2 separate regions of the Gasterosteus aculeatus genome follow, and region 2 is linked to region 1. The links are chromatin contacts, called in public Hi-C maps. All regions are on one chromosome and are shown on one strand. The core of a region is the stretch at or near the end of the contact, and the rest is flanking DNA. Distances in the headings are between cores, read along the strand shown.

What was found. Hi-C and Micro-C count contacts between places; a contact is called where the count stands out from the background.
Region 2: a Hi-C map of skeletal muscle shows a contact between it and region 1, with 5 times the contacts expected there. The contact joins the enhancer-like site here to the promoter of pou3f3b in region 1. A contact is called at or near these places in 2 of 6 Hi-C or Micro-C datasets (skeletal muscle and whole body).

What each region holds. Positions count from the first base shown.
Region 1 is chr1:29,512,258-29,515,783 of fGasAcu3.hap1.1, reverse strand. It overlaps pou3f3b (POU class 3 homeobox 3b), which reads left to right and starts at 1,816. Exons shown (of 3, transcript XM_078102375.1): 1 at 1,816-3,526. The coding sequence starts at 2,535. LOC144406627 (a long non-coding RNA gene) reads right to left here and starts at 1,559. Exons shown (of 3, transcript XR_013467636.1): 1 at 1-1,559.
Region 2 is chr1:29,666,928-29,670,453 of fGasAcu3.hap1.1, reverse strand. No RefSeq gene overlaps it. Among protein-coding and RNA genes, the nearest start is that of LOC120825440, 9.0 kb to the left of the region's middle. Within about 2 kb of position 1,758, at least 1 of the 9 cell types and tissues checked has open chromatin away from gene starts, as enhancers often do.

The DNA.
Region 1 (3,526 bases), core at 567-3,066:
GGGTTTTGTATCACAGCGCGGTGGTTTCGGTGAGCATTTCTGAAATGCCGTTTCACTCTCCTCTCATGTTTAGCGTGTATTATTTTCATTTTAAGGGGGTTTTCTAGTGCGAGGAGCCTTTTCTCTGCATACTCGCGTTTCTGTTGGCCGCCCGAGACGCACGTTAACGCGCGCGGCGCGGGTTGAACGGCAGTAATTTAGACAGAAATCCTCAATGTATATTAATGAACAGAGGGCCCCATGGTCCTGGCCCCGAGCCTGCCTATTCAATGTAAACAAATCCACGAGGCTCCCTCGGTTTTGAGCCCGGTCCAAATCAAATCTACTGGGATGAGGAGAGGGAGGGGGGGGCGGGGTGTACTGGCATGGAGTACACAGTACTCCTCTGCCGTGTATTTGCCCTTAAATCCCTCCTGCAATAAAAATCTTTGCGTCATCTTTGATTCGAGAGCTTACGCGCCGGTGTTTGGGGTTACGCGCGACATGCAGCTCTAACCTTTGTACAAAACGCAGTTAATCCTGTCAGAGGATCACCTGCCACAGGCCCCGTTCTGTCCAGGTGCGCTCAACAGGCGGCTGACACCCCGCGAAACGAATGGGTGCCGCGCGAGCCTCATGGCTGGCCCTTATTACCACCCATGGGTGCGTCCAAACAGGCGCAGGGGTCCCACGCACCCAACAAAGGCCTCATTCATTACCGGGGCGATGTTGTCATCTGGAGGGATGGTGTGGGTGATCTCTAGACTGTTTCCCCCCCTTCTCCTCCTTCTTTCCTTTCTTCTTCGTGAGCTTCTTCTTCTTCTTCTTCTGCTGCTGCTCAGCAAACGTTTGCAGCACCGCCACCCTGCACGCGCAACCCCCCCCCCCCCCCCCCCCCCCAGGGCTGCTCAATTTGCGCGTGTTGTTGTTGCCACTTTCTCTTTCACTGTGCTTCACTGAGGTTTCCGCATGGAAGCCTCCCCGTAACCTTTGTTCCTTGAGGAGCCCACGTTGCACAGGCTCATGTCTGCAGCGCACTTCCTCCCTGCGTTGGTTTTCACTTTTGCCGCTCCGTGTTTCTGTGTGCAGCGTCACGGTTTCCCTCCGCGTTAACAACCACGACCCTCCACGGAATGTCTTTGCTTTCATATGCTCATAAACATTTAACCGGAGCTTGTGAATTATGCCAAATCCTTTTTTTTAACTGCCAATCTACCAATTCGAACCCACTCACGCGCATCGTGCATATCACAGGATGAAGCGTTTACCATCCGGTTAGAACCAATAGACGCCTTATTCTAACACACAGCCAGCTCATTACGTGTTATTAATAGCATACAATGCACTTGTGTATGTTTTGAACTGGTGCTTTTTATTAGTCCTAGATGTGTTTGTGTAGAATAACATAAAAAAATAGAATTGTATTAATTCGTTATATTATATTCAACCTAATGCTTTCCAACAAGTGTAAGTATATTAATGTGCTTAATGTGATGGTGGTTTGAATCATGACGATCACAGAGGTCACAACCAGAGGTCACCGTTTTATATAGTGTCTGTTTGTGTACTAATACCTCAGTACTATTTACCACCAAGTTGTGTTCCCTGTTTTGTTTGGACTGCAATTAGAAACCAGCCAATTGGAACCGCCGGAAGGAGGGCTCCTGCGCCCCGGGCGAGGCTGGCGAGACCTGTCAATCACAGCCCGGGTAACCAATCAACGGGGACGCACGGGGGTAAAACATCCGCGCGTCGCCGGGCTCGCCGCGGAGGGCGGAGGAAAGGGGGCGGGGGCAGGGGGGGCGGGACTACGCGGCCTGTCAGGGAGAGAGAGAGAGAGAGAGAGAGAAGTGCGGAGAGAGAACAAGCGAATGAGAGGAGAGGCTCGCGAGCAGCGCCGTCCGCTGTTCCACCGGATTGTACTTCATCGGGAGTTTGCGGTTTGGCAGGTTTATATACATCAAAACAGAACAAAGAGAGAGGCTCCACAGTGGTATAAAAGAAGAGAGGGGAAAGAATAAAGCGGGGGAGAAATCTCGGCGACTGAATTACAAAAGAACTAAGGACACTCTGCTAATGTTTTTCACATCCAGAGGGGACATAAACCGGGACTTTGTACGCTGTGGACAATTTGCAAGGCTTTTTTGTTTGTTTTTGGCGAGCACCTAAAGTTTGTATGGGACGAGGCTTTTTTTTTTTTCTTCCTGTATATTTGAATTTTAATGCTCGCAGTTCACCACCCCGGTGCGAAACTTTCTGAGCGGACTGCACATGGTTTCAAAGGGCTTCGGGAAAACTGGATTTTTATGCGCCGACACCCGCGCTCGCCTAGAATGCAGTAAACACCGGCGAGGATTTTATTCCGTTTTCTGCCACCGCTTTTGAAGCTTTTTCCGCGTTTTTACGCGCGTCGATGGTAGTGCCCAAAACCTACTCATACTTTTAAAGTTTGAATAATTCATGAGATACAATTCGCCTGCTCGAAAGAAGTGACTGTAAAAAGGGAGGGTGGAGGGGGGGGGTTATCCACAAACATATTCATAAGGGCTGACGGAATGGCCACCGCGGCTTCCAATCCTTATCTGCCCAGCAATAGCATCTTATCGTCCGGCTCCATCGTGCACTCTGACTCCGGAGGTGGTGGAATGCAGCCGGGCAGCGCTGCGGTTACCTCGGGCTCCGGGGTGTACAGGGGGGACCCCTCGGTCAAGATGGTACAGAGTGACTTTATGCAAGGCGCGATGGCAGCGAGCAACGGGGGGCACATGCTGAGCCATGCCCACCAGTGGGTGACATCCCTCCCGCACGCCGCGGCGGCCGCGGCAGCAGCCGCCGTGGCCGCGGCCGAAGCCGGATCGCCGTGGTCGTCGAGTCCTGTCGGCATGACGGGCAGCCCTCAGCAGCAGGACGTGAAAAACTCCGGCAGAGACGATCTACACACGGGCACCGCTCTGCACCACAGGCCGCCCCACTTAGCCCCGCACCAGACACACGCCGGCGGTTGGGGGAGCGCGACTGCCGCTCACATCAACTCCATATCCGGGGGACAGCAGCAGCAGCAGCAGCAGCAGCAGCAGTCGCTGATCTACTCCCAGCCGGGCGGGTTCACCGTGAACGGGATGCTGAGTCCGGGGAGCCAGAGCCTGGTGCACCCGGGCTTGGTGAGGGGGGACACCCCGGATCTGGACCACGGCAGCCACCACCACCACCACCACCACCAGCAGCATCAGCACCACCAGCACCACGGCGGCATCAACAGCCACGACCCGCACTCGGACGACGACACGCCGACCTCGGACGACCTGGAGCAGTTCGCCAAGCAGTTCAAGCAGCGGAGGATCAAGCTGGGCTTCACGCAGGCGGACGTCGGCTTGGCTTTGGGCACCCTGTACGGGAACGTTTTCTCCCAGACCACCATTTGCAGATTCGAGGCTCTGCAGCTCAGCTTCAAAAACATGTGCAAGCTGAAGCCTTTGTTAAACAAGTGGCTCGAGGAGGCCGACTCCACCACCGGCAGCCCCACCAGCATCGACAAGATCGCGGCGCA
Region 2 (3,526 bases), core at 509-3,008, 150 kb before region 1:
GGGCGTCCTCTCTGACTAGCACGACCCCCCCCCACAGTCCTCGCTTTCCATACATATGAGCCCGAGCAGGCCGGAGCCACGCTCGGCTACATGGGGCCCCCCCCCCCTTACCCCGGGATCTCGGGCATCCTGGAAGGATGTCTAAAAAATGTAGAGGACTTCTGTTATGTTGGGACCAGATCTCAAAGAAGGAGAGCTCCTCGTCCCTCCTCCCTCCTTTCCTTCCCCTTCTCCTCACGTCTGTCTCTGCCTCCTCACCCACCTTCCACCTCTCAGTGGATAAATGAGGTTCCTGCTCCCGTCGTCCTGCCACGACGCGCCAACGTGCCGCCATGTTGGGCGCCTTCGACGGCGATGCGTCCGGTTCTCCCCGTTCAGACCCCCCATGTTGTAATGCATCCCTTTGGGTCTCTGTTCCTACCTTCACCGCAGGCCTCCACGCGGCGGAGGGTATAGGCGGCGTTTATTGACCCGGGCCTCCAGGCTCCTCGCTGCCATTTCCTCGCCCGTCTTCCCAAAGAAAGCGGCCAGCGCTGGGGGAGAGAGTGGGAGACGGCGGGGGAGAGATCGGGAACCCACCTCCGGTTGTCGGGCTTCAGGCTTCATCTCGCCTTTGTCTCGCCTCGCACTTCCTCCACCTGAGGAGCGCTTGATACCGCGTCACCGAGTGCGACAATGCACCGCTGCTCCATATCTCCACCCGACTCACGGCTCGGGTGGAGAGGCGAGGAGGAGGTGGAGGACCCACAGACTGCAGCAGTCGGCGGTGCTAATCCGCCCTTCCAAAAGTGTACCGAAACGAAGGAGATGATTCTCCTCCTCACCCCCCATCCTCCCCCCATCCTCCCCCTCTGCGACACGGGCGTCTAATCTCCACTGTTCGGGCTGTTTTTCTTTTTTCATTAATTTAGTGTCAGGACTCATTTCGAGGGCCTTGAATACAGACGTCAGGATGCCGTCGAATCCCATCGCGGGGCCTTTAATGAGATAACAGGCTTTAGTGGGAGAATTAGCGCCATTGGAAAAAAGGAAAAGCCAATGAGATTAGTTCAATGGGACGTGGATGCCGAGACTTTGGAGACAGAGGGGAGACCGTATCAGACCCGCCCTGCCAAATCACAAATCTATTTCCGACACTGGTATTAATTATCAAACTAAAGCCGCTGTCGCATATTGATTCATCGGGGTGCGCACTTGTATTATCTCCTATTAAACAGGGGGGGGGGGGGGGGGAGATTATGTGAGCCCTTCGGGGGCGCTTTATGGATCCTGTGATACTGTTAAACCGCGTCACGCACGCCAAAGCAACGAGACGAGCTGCCTGCGCGCGCAAGAGCCTTAAACGTGATTATTCTGCCCGACGCTTTTCAATTAGCGCGAGCGTCCCGTCCTCCGGAGCGTCTCCCGCGCGCGGGAATGTGTCCACGCCGGGTTGTCTTGTGCGGACCGCGAGGGGCCGGAGGGTTTGGAACGGAGGACTCTGGGGAAAATGGGGGGGGGGGGAAACCCGCATGCAGAGAGCCTCGGATCATCCCGTAGCACGCGGTGCTGTGACCGGAGTGGGTGGTCGCCGAGGCGTTGACACACACACACACACACACACACACACACACACACACACACACACACACACCTCGCAAATAATGAGACCTCCAACGGTGTGACACCCATTTCACACATGGGTGGCATCTGTGATTGGGAAACATATGTTTGTATTGATGTATAATTATGAGCACTGAGTTCCTCTATTTCCTCTAAGTTGGTGGAAATGACTCTGGTGTGTGCATGATTGAGTGTGTGTGTGTGTGTGTGTGTGTGCATGATTGAGTGTGTGTGTGTGCGCATGATTGAGTGTGTGTGTGTGTGTGTGTGTGATGGAGAAAGAGCATCAACACCCCGCCGACTGCACTCAATCTCCGTCTCAATTATACAGCGAGAACACAAGTGTCCGCAACCACAGAGATGTCGTCTCCTTCGTCTATATCACCCCCCCCCCCCCCCCCAACACACACACACACACACTCCCCCCCCCCCCGTCTCCTGCTCAGGTGTCACGCAGGTAGCTGGGAACTGATTATACAGTGTGGAGATCGGCCTCTGTGATTGGACGCCGGCGACTGAGAGGAAACCTGAAAGATTTAAGAGAAGAAGAAACGGGAGGGGAAGTGGAAGCGAGACGGTCGGTGGGGGGGAGGGAGGGAGGGAGGCGTGGTTGGAAAAGGTGGGGGTGGGGGAGTCTGCACGGATGGAGCGGGCGAAATGAGACCAAATTTTCTTTGGCAATCTCGGCGTCCCCGGCTGCAGGTGCCGGCGCCATTCCGCTAAAGCCGGGCCAGACGCGAATGTCATTAGCTGCTGCGCCCCAGGTGACTTCGCCACGGTTCCACATGATTAACCCACGTAATTGTGTGTTGATAGCGAGCGCGGTCGATGGAATACAATTTTTTTTCGGGCCCAGATTCCTAAACAAACAGCTCAGCAGCAGCAGCCGAGGAGACGGGATAAGGCCGGCGACTGGTGACGGTGTACAGAGGTTTACACAGGGGGGGGGGGGGGGCACAGAGGGAGGAGTCACAACCGAGGGCATGGTGAGAATGCAGCAGGTGGAGGTGCTGCGTTTCCAGGTCGCTTTCGCGGGGGCCACGGGTTCGGGCCTTCAGGCCTGATTGGTGAGGTAGGTGAGGTATTGGAGGGGGGGCGGGGGGGCTTGCGGTCTGCTTTCTGACTTGCTGAGCGAGCACGAGCGCTGCGATACCCGCGCCGTCCTCGCCGGCTTACGCCGCGCCGCCCGACTTCATCAGCGGGGTGTGAGAATTAGCCGGAGGTGAGAGAGCGAGAGGCGGGGATGGAAAGCTGCTGGTGTGAACGCACGGTATCATCATTTACCGCACGCCGAAGCTGCAGCGAGAGCTCTGCGTCGGGCGGGCGGGCGTCATTTCCCACAATGCCTTGGGGTTGAATGGTGATGCCACCTGGTGTGTGATGAAGGTGGGCCAGGATGAAGGGTCAGAGTACAGCATCTGGGTTACCCATCTTGTTTTTAGGCGCATACAGCTGTGGGGGGCGGGGCGCGGGGGGGCGGGGCTGTGCAGCCTGACAAGTGAATTCGTAAAACATCATCAAAGAGGCGGATGAAGGGAAAGAATCACCGTTTGTGTTCTCACCAGCAGAGAGAGAAAACGAGTCGGGGGGGGTAAAGAAAGGAAGAAGCCAATCTCCCAGGTGCATTCTGGGAGTTGAACCTGGCAGGAGAAGTTAACGGCGTGCGCACTAAGTGAAAGGGATAATCCCTCTCTGATGGGGGGGGGGGCTGCAGTGCCGTGTGCAGCAATGATCCCTCCTGTGTTCCTGTGATTTTAGGTTCCAGGTTTAATTATTAAGAGGATAAGCCCTTCCTCTGCATGCAAACCTCATCGGCGCCACTCTGCTGCCAAGTGTCGCTTCTGAGGGTCTTCTTGGAGCCGGGGGGGGGCGGCGGCGGGGGGGCTGGCTGCAGGCCCAGACCTGGCTTTCAATGGAGCGCGGG